2 separate regions of the Oryctolagus cuniculus genome follow, and region 1 is linked to region 2. A link is a contact called in public Micro-C data. All regions are on one chromosome and are shown on one strand. The core of a region is the stretch at or near the end of the contact, and the rest is flanking DNA. Distances in the headings are between cores, read along the strand shown.

The links. A called contact is a pair of places that touch in the nucleus more often than the background predicts.
Region 1: a Micro-C map of ear pinna shows a contact between it and region 2, with 2.4 times the contacts expected there. The contact joins two enhancer-like sites. A contact is called at or near these places in 3 of 6 Hi-C or Micro-C datasets (ear pinna, psoas muscle and an unstated tissue).

Annotation. Positions count from the first base shown.
Region 1 is chrX:26,118,064-26,123,703 of mOryCun1.1, forward strand. All of the region lies in intron 1 of BCOR (BCL6 corepressor), which reads right to left. Among named protein-coding and RNA genes, the nearest start is that of BCOR, 22 kb to the right of the region's middle. Within about 2 kb of position 2,073, at least 2 of the 8 cell types and tissues checked have an H3K27ac peak or open chromatin away from gene starts, as enhancers often do. A contact at or near this core is called in ear pinna, where this site is marked.
Region 2 is chrX:25,993,316-25,998,756 of mOryCun1.1, forward strand. No RefSeq gene overlaps it. Among named protein-coding and RNA genes, the nearest start is that of BCOR, 150 kb to the right of the region's middle. Within about 2 kb of position 2,171, at least 6 of the 8 cell types and tissues checked have an H3K27ac peak or open chromatin away from gene starts, as enhancers often do. A contact at or near this core is called in ear pinna, where this site is marked.

The DNA of each region.
Region 1 (5,640 bases), core at 823-3,322, 120 kb after region 2:
CAGGATCCAGATTGTCTGTTAAACAGCCAGGAGAAGAGCAAGCTCCCGGGACGCATAATTATCTTTTCAGTCCTGGAGAGGAGCACAAATTATTCTCTTCTTTATCAAAACATAGAAATATACTTTACCCTAAATAGAAACAAGGTTCTATTAGACTGATAGGGTAGGGGTGAAGGAGAGTAAGTAGCTTTCAGAGGATTCATTCCCCCTCCCCCTCCCTCCCCGCACTCTGCTACAGAAACAGAAGAGAAGCTGATAGTGGGAGACACACATAGGTTATCTGATTGGAAGGGCCTGGAGAATTTTTGATGCCAAGAAACTAGGTGAACTTGACCTACTGCACTGCTATCCCAAACACCACGTTGCAATATTAATTTTATAGATTCCCTTTATATCATAGCTTCAATCAATATAGATTAAGTCGGAAATCTTGCTCCAGTTATAAATACACTGAAAGGACACCTTAGGAGAGCCCCAGATAGGAATTTGGGTAAAAGTTAGAAGCGAAGGAAAAGCGTGTTAGAAGATGACAACGAGGGAGCCCGTGGCCTCCTCTCTTTGTTCCCCGCCAGCTGTCAGAGAACCATCACAGGGAGGGAACGGGACCCTTCTTGGTACTGTCACAGGAAAAGAAAGTAGTCGCTTTCCGGCTGCTACAGATCCCCCCCCACACACACACACCAGGTTCCTTCTCACCGCCCAGCCAGCCCCCTGGGAGTTTTTGCTTGCCTGTATCTATGCATTTCTGGGTTGGGGGTGCCGCCACTCCATCAACATCGGGCCCTGGACCTATGGCACTTGCTAGCAAAAGTTGCATCCTGAGGAAATGACATGCTTAAGAAACGCTGGCTATAGGGCAACCCGGTTGCTCCCTCATCGTCAGCAGGGGCCACCTGAGTCTCATCAACCCACTGGCACTTCCCACCTTAGCCATGGGGCCTCCTACTGACCCACTGACCCACGCAGTGTGCCCCTAGCGGAAACGTGTGGCTAGGGCTTGAGCTGACCGGCTAAGGGAGAAGGAAGGCTTTAGAGAGGCCCTGTTGAGCCTCCGGCACAAGTCTGGAGTTCACCTAGCTTGGGGGGAGGGGCACCAGAAGCCACTGAAAGTGACCCTTCCCCTCAGGCCCCCAAGCTGGTACTGGCCTTTGGGTGGGCAGGCTTAGATGCTGCACAGGGACCTACAGGCCAAGTCGCCGGCCCCCCGAGGGTGGGGGCCCTCCCGCTGTGCTCCTGCTTTCCTGGAAGGAACTGAAGTCGCTGGCGGAGTTGTTGGAGCCCCTCCGGGCCCCTCACTACCTTCTGGTGCAAGCCCACAAGGACGATGGTGGCAGTGCTGTGGCCGGGACCACCCACTCCACAGTACCGCAAGCCTCGGATTCTGGCGCCAAGCCCCACAGTTCCGATAAGACTCTAGCTCCCTGCGCCTCTCGTCCCGCAGGAGAAAAAAAAAAAACACTCCTGGAACTGCTAGGGTGCACGCGGAGCCCGAGGCCGGGGGCCGTGGAGGGACGGTCCCCACCACCAACAAGTTGCCGGCCGAGATAACAGCTGTGGGCGGGGGAGGGGAGCCGCAGGCAGCCACGACTGAACGGTTGCGATCTAGAAAATTCAACAAGAGGCCGCCGCGGTGGCGGCGGCTCCAATTAGCTGAGCCAACTGGGAAGGCACAGAGCGAGGCGGCGGCCCCGACGATCGTGCCCGGGGCGAGCAGGCGGGCGGGGGCGCGGGGCCTCGGAGCTGCCCGGGCGGCCCTCGCCCGGCCCCTCCCGCGGGCTCTCGGAGCGCGCCTGGTGTTTACACACTGTCCTTCGGACACCGGATCAAGTTTCAGGCCGCGCTGGAGGCGCCGGGGGCCGGCCGCAGGCCGGGGCGCGGGGAAGAGCTGGAGCGGGATCTGAGGCAGCGCTGCGCTGGCGAGAAGGCCCGGCGTGCGTGGGCACAGCTGGTGCAGCGGTGCCCCAGAGGTGGGGGGCGGGCGGACGGGCGGGCAGGTGGGACCGAGGAGCGCTTGGCGGAGCGAGAAGCACCTCCGGGGTGCAAGGCTGGGGTCCTGCGCCCTCCAGGGCAAGAGGACCTGCCCCAGGGAGGGGATGGGAAGTCTGCTGAGAACCCGGGCGCTACGCCGGCCCAGAGCGCCCCGGTGAGCTCCTCCCCGCTCCGGGAGTCCCTTTGATATGCTACCCGATCCAGACCCCGAGCGGGGGAGGGAGTTTACGGGTTGGAAGAGGGACGCGAGATGGGAGATCTCTTGCTTCCCTGCGCGCCCTGGTCCCGGCGCTGCGGAGGCCTCGGGCCGAGCGCCGGAGGGCCCGCCGCTGCGCAACTCCTCTGAGCTGGCAGCCCGCGGGTGCCCCACGCTGTCAAGCGGCGGCGGGCGAGCTTCCAGCAGCACAGACACACTGTAAACAGCCGCGTGCGCGCCCTCCCCGCCCGGCCTGTAAACCTCACCCAAGCACCCTGTCGCCTTCTCGCTGGCTCCCGGGCGAGGCCTTTGTGGCCCAACTTGGGGGCAGGGGGCCCCCACCCCTCCCCTGGGCCAGCCGGGCTCCGACGCGAGCGTTGTGAACCTGCAGGGGTTCGGGGTGCTACGGGGAGCGGGAAGGAGTCAGCGCCTGCCCCCTCCCCGCTGAATGTCTGCTTTGTTCCGGAAAACAAGGGAAGCATTAGGCTGCTGCCCCCGGGGAAACACAAAACTTCTTTTTGAATCTCGGGAAGGGCGGTTGACTGCGTTACGGAGCTCCCGAGACAGACCGAGGAAGGGAAAAGCCGAGAGGGCGGGAGGAGACGGGGAGACTTCCGAAGGAGGCCGAGGGACACAGCGAGGGGGTGCGGGGAGCAGCGGCTCAGGGTGGCCGGGCCGGAGACCCGGGAACCCGAGTCGGCGCGAAGGTGCCGCGCGAGTTCCAGCGAGCAGCCTACTCGGCCAAGTGGCGCCTGCCCAGCCGGCGGCCGTGCCAGCTTCCTGCCCTGCCCAGGATCGCGGAGCAGTCGGGGACGCCGCCGCAGGCTGGCCCGGAATCGCCGGACGATAGCGGCGGGGGGGGGGGGGGGGGAGGGGGGGGGCTGAGGCTGCAAGTAACCCCTGACTAGTGCCTCCAGCACCAGCACCTCCCTCGAGGACGGACCCAGATCCCGGGCCTGCGGGGCGTCGGCTGCGGGGTTTCAACCTGGGTGTGTGTGTGTGTGTGTGAGCAAAGTCCCAGGGGCTCGCCGGCTCCGGGGCCGGAGGCCAGTCTGAGGTGTCTTTGGGCTCATTTGCCGACCGCCTGTACGATCGGTTCCCATCCTGGCTCAGCCGTTTCAGGAGTGCTGGGCCAGTGCTACCCTGGCCGGGACGAGCACGCAAGGCGGGCGAGTGAAAGCACATCTACTGCCGCTCCCCCAAGCGCCACCCCCTCAGCCCTTCCCGCGTCCGAGAAAGGGGGGAGGGCACCCTTGCCCTGACCATCGCCCCCTCTCCCCGAGAGTCGCTCCCCTCCGCCTCGGAAGCTCAGGCTGCGAGCGAGGGTTTTCCCCCTTTCCCCTGGGCTCGCTGGGTTTCTAACTTCCTCTAAACCTCCCTCCTCGCTCCGAAAAACCCCGAGGAGAGGAGCCGAGAGGAAGCACGCCGCTAGTGTGCGAAATAAAGACCATGTGTGAGGACGGCGGCATCACAGAGTGCAGCCGCGCGCGGGGGGGCGGGGGGGGGAGGGCGGGGAAGGAGAAGTCCCCCCCCCACCTCCCCGCCGCGGCCTGAGGCTCTGGGTCGCAGCAACCAGCGCCTCTCAGCTCGGCGTTGGGGACGCGGAGCCGAAGCGAGAGGGAGTGGAGAAGGCTGGGCTGGCCCCGGGGCTGGCGGCGCGGAGGGGGTGTCGGGGCTGCCGCGCCGTGGGGGGCGGGGGGCGGGGACGCAGCCCCGGCTTCCTGGGCCACAGCTGCGACCGAGGGCGCAAGAGCAGATCGCGCTCGGCGGCGGCGGCGGCGGCGGCTCGGGCCCGCCGTGCTCGCAGCTGAGAATCAACAAAGGGAGGCGGCGGGCGAGCGGGGGAGGGGCGCCGCCGAGCGTTCGCTGGCTGCTGTGGAATAATAAAAATAATTAATAATGCTAATAAGAGAAAAATCCCCCGGCTTTCATGGCTCTGGGTTTCCGAGTGGCTGCAACGCGAAGCGCGCTGTCCTTGAGGCGGCCTCTCTCGCCCGGCCTGCCCGCCCCTCCCCCTCCCTCGCCCCCTCCCCTCCCGGGGAACCGGGAAGAGAAAGGTCTGCAGCTGACAAATATTATCCATTCTCCCCATCGATCGCGGAGTGTACAGATGTGAGCGCTTGATGTGCCCGCGGAGCGGCGGATCCTCCCTGCTCGCTCGCTCTCGCCCAGGCTCCACTCGCCGCCCCCCTCCTCCCCCTTTGTTCTCCTCCCCTTTCCCTCTCTTTAAATAGATTTCAGGGCGCTGCCTGTTGGAGAGCAGCTGGCGATCTCTCCCGAGAGAGGGAGCGAGCGACGCCCGAGGTGCCCTGTCACCAGCCTCCCCTCCCCCACCTCGCCTTCTCGATGCGGCCACCCCTCCACCCCATCTTTCTCTCATGGCCGAGACAGAAAACACCGGGACACCCACGTCCACTGCACCGCGAGTCTCTCCGAGCCTTTGGACCCCTTTCGCTGTCCCCGTGCTGTTCCTTGTGTCTGTGTCTGTCTGTGTGGGGAAGGGAGGGGAGCGCAGGGAGGAGACCCAGGGCCGTAGCAGAAGAGCCGAAGAGTCGGGATCTTCTCCCCAGCAGCAGCAGGGACGCAGTCCGGGTCACGCTAAGAGGGTACAGTTTACCCATTAGAGAAAGCCGGTGGAGCCGGCCCTTTTATTCCTCTTTCGCAGATGGCAGATTAAGCCGGCAGCGCCCGGCCTCAAAGGGACCGGCGGCTCGGCAAAGGGTTAACCCGTCGGCCGGTAATCGCGGACATGCACACGCAAGCACACACACACACACACACATAGACACCCACACACGCGCACGCGGCGCGCCCTCCCCGAGCGCCTACCACGGCCCGCAGTGCGCCCGGGGCTGGGGGAGTAGCGGGGGGGGGGGGGGGAGCTGGGGGAGGGGCGGGCTTAACCAGGCCGCTCGACCGAGCCGAGGCCACCTCGCCGTCTGTCACTTAAATGATTGTCCTCCGCTCCGCTCAGTGCGGTCAGTACGGGCTGTTAACAGGCAGTTGCAATCAGTTTCCGAAAGGTCAGCCAAGGTCCTCCGGCTCTCGCAGACGGAAGGCATTACGAAACCGCTTTTGTATCTGCAGGCACTTTAGAAAAAGAAGCGAGGAGGGGCGCATTGCAGCGTCGCGGCTGCCGCGGCTCTGGGGAGAGGGTCGGGGGCCGCGGGGCGGGTGAGTCTGCCCCCGCGGCCCGGCCCGGGCAGCGGGGAAATCACCCGCGGAGTGACCCAAGCCCTTCAGCTTTCAATGGGGAAGCAGGAAAGGGGGGCGGGGCAAGCGGCAAGGGAAGGAGGAATGGGAGGAAGTGGGAAAGGCGTCCTGGCTCCCTTCCTCACCCGGTCTGCGACCCACACCACGAGCCGGATGGGGGGGGCGGGCGGCCTTGGGTTTAAGGGGACCCCATTCTGATCCGCAGACCCCTCCGGGCGCCGGGAGGTAGGGTGGTGAGGTGG
Region 2 (5,441 bases), core at 921-3,420:
GCTGTTGGCCCTTGGCTTTCACCCCCAGGGGGCTGCCGTGGGGGAAGGCCCGAGCAGGGGTAGGGGGAGATCTCAGCCTGCACGCAGTGAGTGTCCTGTGACTTTCCCAGGAGCCGTGCACCCCAGCCAGGCTGCGCTGCACTCTGAGCTGGATCCAGTAGTCAACTGCAGGCTGAGGCTTGGAATTCAGTGGCCCAAGGAGCGCAGCCAGGGACCCCAGAGAGGCCCTCCTGCCGCCCCAACCCGAGAGAGCGGCTGCTGAGGACTGGGAGCAGCAGGGAGAACGAGGTACAGAAAAAGCAGAGGACCCGCCATTCAAGTGGCTTCCTCTAAAGAGCGCTATACCCCAGTTTTCTGGGAACTGTACCTAAAAAGTCAGGGGAGAGAACTCATTAACTTTTGTTTGTTTCACATTGCCAGCTTCAAGTCAAGCGGAGCCCCCCCCCCGAAGATTTTGTAAAATATTTAATCTAGCTCAGACAATTTCCTGCAGTCCTTAACCGGACCATCCCACTCACGGAGCTGCTGCCAAGAGCCAGCTGGACAGCAGGCTGGCAAGGAGAGGCCCTAGGAACCCCTCCCCCCACGCCCCACTCAAAGAGCCGCACAGACCTCCTAGAATCCCGAGACACCCAACGCACGGGGACCCTGCAGACCCAACCTGGTAAGGAGACCAGGAAATGGAGTTAGACGCCTTTCACACTGAACTGATTGTTTGTATGACCTTGGCGGCCCTCACCCCCTCTGAGCCTGTAAAATGGGCAGGAGGGCGTCTCCCCTTCCTCTGGCTGCTCTGCGTTTGCCTGCGCAGAGGCCACAGGAGGGGGTGACTCCCTGGGTGTGGCCCAGCGCCCTCCGCTCCCACCCCGTGCACTCTTTTCTTCCCCATAATCCCACTGGAGAACATTGCAAGCCAGAGCGAGGGGGATCCTTGGACTCTGCGGAACCTCACCCCCTTGCAAACGTGAGGCGCACGGGGAGACTGCTTTGCCCAGTTTCCATTCCCGCCTCCAGAATAAGGAGCCTGAAAACATGTGTACTGTAAATAAAGCCTGTCTAAATAAAGCACTCGGGTAAAGGCTGCCGAGAAAACACTCCGCAGCGTTCTGTTCAGTGAGTCAGCTTCCCAGCCCCCGGGGGAACAATGGGGACCTTGCCAAGGCTCCCCTTCCGTCGACCCTTGACAGCCCCTCTACCCGGCTAGGGGGCATGGGGCACTGTCACACTGGGATCATGGCGCCCCACCCTGCCACGAGGGTCTGGGGGGGGGAGCTCCCGGCGACCCGAGTTGGGGGTCCAGCCCCAGGATTAGCGCCACCAGGAATCCTTCTGCCCGCAGCTGCCGCGGAGAGGTTGAGGGTTAAACAAACACCAGGCAGAAAAGCGAGCCTGCGGGGCTGCGGCCGGCGCGGAGAGGGGAGGGCAGGGGACCCCCGCTACCCAGCCTTCCGACCGAAAAACGGGCCCTGCCCGCTGGAGGCCAGGCTAGGTCTCGGTCTCCTCTCCTCGCTGGCCTGCGAAGTCTCAGGGCGAACCGAATGTGGCAACAGCCAGAGTCACCCGTTGGTGGTGGCCACCGCACGACCTCTGGACTGCCTCGCGGGACTGCACACCCGGGCACGGGCCTTGCAGAGACCTGCGGCTCGGTGCCGACTGGCGCGGTGGCCTCGGCTCTGCTGTGGGCCGGCGATTTCCCCGCGCCCGGTGACCTTGAGGCTCAGGGATCCACCCCGGCCGGCCCGCGGTTTCCGGAGCCGCGCAGCCAGCCCTTCCTCCCGGCCTCTCCGGCCAAGGCCGCCCCCGGCTGCCCAGCCTCATCGCGGGGCGCGGGGGCTTTGTAAAAACACATCGAAGGCCTCGCGCCTGCACACGCGCCCAGCCGGGGCCCGGGCCGGGGCCGGCGCTCCAGCAGCCCGAAATTGTCAAATCGTCGCTGGCCAAGGCTGGGGCTGAGGCTTTGGGAACAGGGTTTGAACCGGAGACGAGGAAAACAAGTGAAACGGGAGGGGCGGGGTGGGGTGACGGCTCATAAATCAGCCAGCCCCACCCGCGGGCCTCAGCGCAGAGGCGTCCCGGCCCCGCGCCGCGGGAGAGAGGAGGGTCACTCGGCCACTCCTGGCCGACCTCTGAGCTCTGCCGGAGCCAGCGCCCCACCCAGGGCTCCAGCCGTGCGAGGACCAGCTCCCGGCCCAGATCGTAAACCACCCGCCCGATTCGGCGGGAAGCCGCCCTTGGCCTCGGCGCGCAGCCGCCCAAGGGGAAGTTTATTTATAGCTTGTAAACGTAAAGGAAACCAGACCGCGCTAGCTCGCCGCGCTCGGCCTCCTTCGCTCCCCACCTGCCCACCAGGAGGGCGCGGCAGGAGGCGCGCGGAGGAGTGGGCGGGGTGGGGGGGTGGCCTGGGTTCCACTCTCCCCTGAGCTCAGCTCCCTGGGGAGAACAGGCTCCTAAAAGGCTGGCAAGCTTTAAATCCCTCTCGGGGCGCCTAGCCAAAGCCGAGAAGGCCGCAGAGGGCGGAGGACAGGGCCCGGGCACCGGCGTTGTTAGGGTGGCCCACTTGGCACGCACAGGCGGGCAGGCCCTGCAGCCCGACGACGCGGGATTCCGCAGCTCCCGCTCCCGGCCGGGGGAAGTCCCGGAGTGCCAGGGAGCCAGGGGAGGGGGCGCTCCGGGAGCTTCTCCTTGGAAGGCGGGATGCTTTCCCGGTTCCTCCTGCGCACGTGTCCTCAGCAGAGCAGGCAAGCGCTGCGCGCCTGGGGCTGCGATCCGCGGGTGACAGCGGCTGAGAGCGCACCCACTCCACCCCCACCGCCACCGTCGCCGCCTCTCCCGGGGAGCTCCAGGCTCTCGGGTGCGCTCGGGGCAGGCCCGAGGAGCCCATAGAAACGGCAAAGTGCCGCGGCGGCGATTAGGAAGAGAAGACATTAAAAAGCCCAGCCCCGCGTAGACAGGCAGCCGAGCAGCAAAAGACGCCTGCGAGACGCCCCCCACCCCCCGCGCCGGCGGCCCCTCCCAGTCCCGGCGGAGCGCACCCACCCCTTGCTTCTGCCAGGGCAGATTCTTGTGTGTGTGTGTGTCTGTCTGTGTGTGTGCGCGCGGGTGCGCGCGCGCGCTCGAGCATCGGGAGGGCAGTTGCGAAACGGGCTCTTGGCTGCAGCGCGGCATAATGGAGGTGGCTGGAACAATGCGCGCTTTGTGCGCGCGGGGAGTTGTTTTCCACCCGCCTCGCCCCCCTGTCTCGGGCCGTATGGCACTTTAATCCCCGCCACGGCTCGGCACAAATGCACTTGTGTCCTGCGGGTCACCGGGGGCCGTGCGGCTGGAGCCGACCCCACCCCCACCCCGGACCCCACCGCCGGCCGCCCCATCTTCCTTCCTGCCTCCCCTCACTACCACAACCACCACCTCAATTCCCGGCGTGGGCCGGTGAGCCGGCTTGGAGGCTTCCGGGCCCGCCGGCCACTTTTATTTTCCGTGAAGACGGCCCCTCCCCCACTTCGCGATCTCTCTCTCTCTCTCTCTCTCTCTCTCTCTCTCGTGCGCGCGCACACACACACAGACACACAAACACACACACTTCCCCCCCCCATACCGCCCCGGCCAACCGCAGGCCCTACGCTCGCCGCCCTCCCTCGCCTCGCCTCGCCTCGCCTCGCCTCGGCCCGCCCGCCCCCACCCCGCGCTCCGGACTCCTGCGAACAATACTAAATGTCAACAGATTCCGCGCGGCGAGTGTCTGACTCGGCCGAGATAAGGGTGCGCGGTTGGCCCCGCGCTCCGCGCCGCCGCGGGGGGAGCCCACCCTGACCCCGGCTGGAAAGAACCGGCTGCGATGAAACCCGTGCCGGGGATGGGGGGCACGAGGGCAGGGCACCAGTGCCGGCCCCGTGGGGGGGGGGGGTTCTCGCGGGGAGAGCAGGCCCCGCCCCGCCCCCACTCGGCTCAGCTCGGTGCTAACGGGGAGCCGCCAGGCACGGTGGAAGCGGCGGGGTAGACGCGGTGCTCGGGCCTGTTTTCAAGCCGCGACTCCGGTCCCCAGCTGACGCCGGAAAAAACGCTGATCTGGGTGGGGGAGGACTCGGGCCGTCTGCGACCTCCTGGGAGCGGCACCTGAAAGACGCGGAAACTCATTAAAATATTTTTCGAAGCACGTACACACTCTGGCAGGTCCTCCGCGGCCGTCCGCAACCCACCACCCAACCGAGTTCAAATTCGCAAATTGATTCCCACGCGTTGGTATTAATGGGCTGTTCCTCTTAAATTGTTGCCAACTTTGCTAATGGATTATTATTTAAATGATTTCTTTTTTATAAAGTACGTGTTGTTTTATAGATGCGTATTTACTTAAAGAAATCAACTGCATCTATTAACATATTAAAGAGAGAATAAAGCATCGGGCCGGTGTAATGTACTTACTTTGGGTGCTCGCGAAGATAGGAAAATCTTATTTGTTTAATAATAAGTCACTCATGAATATGCAAATGACATCGGCGCAGTACCTCACTTCTGTCACTATTAATGAGTTGCAAATTAATGTGACAACAAAAGGAAAATCTATTTAGTGGAGGAACTCGGGTGCCTACCTGGGGAGATCACCAGCAGGCCTGGAAGTTGGGGCTCCAGGAAGGAGAGGACTGGGGAGGGCTCACCTTCTCGCCCCGCCTTTTCCCACAGCCTTTACTATTGTTTGGCTTCCAAGGACCTGCTTTGTCAGGAGCCCCTTCAAATTCCTGCTTGAGGCCAGAGGAAGACCGGCTGCTCCGGGGTAATTAGGGCCAAGTGTGATTAATGGAAATCAGTCCACGGTTTGAAGCAAAGCAGTTGGCAAAGCAGGTTTTTGGGGGTCTCCTCTGCCCGGCTCAAGATTCCCCTAAGCCTTTTTGGCCTCTGTAGCTTTGGACAGGGTTTAGGGCTGTTAAATAGGCATTAGGCCTCCCGGGCCTGATCACAGGTATTAAGACAGCACCCTGCGCACTTGCGTTTTACGACGCGGCTTTGCTGATGGAAGATTTAAGAGCAGGTCGGCTCGTTTTCCTGCCGACCTGCTTCCCAGAGATTCCACACTGAAGTCTTCCCTTCGGACCTTCGAACCTTCCTGCTTTTTGGGCCTACGCATCAGAGCCTGGTTTCATTTCATCCGTGGGTGCTGATCCGTGTTTCTAATGCAGTGTCATTTGGAAACATCATTGAGAAAAAAACAAACGTTGAGCTGCCCAGATCTGTGGACTGACAGCTCGGGAGCTTGGGTAGTATTTCTCGAAGCTGTCTGTTTAGCGAGGGAGCCTTTCGGAGGGCTATTCTATAGTTAACGGGTATTTTATAGCTAACCTGGCTAATGGCTACATGGTTTAATACACATGTAAAAATTCATCAGGCTGCACGGTAGAGGCTTGTGGACTTTACCATGTCTAAGTGAACGCTTATTTTGGTTATGTCTTCCC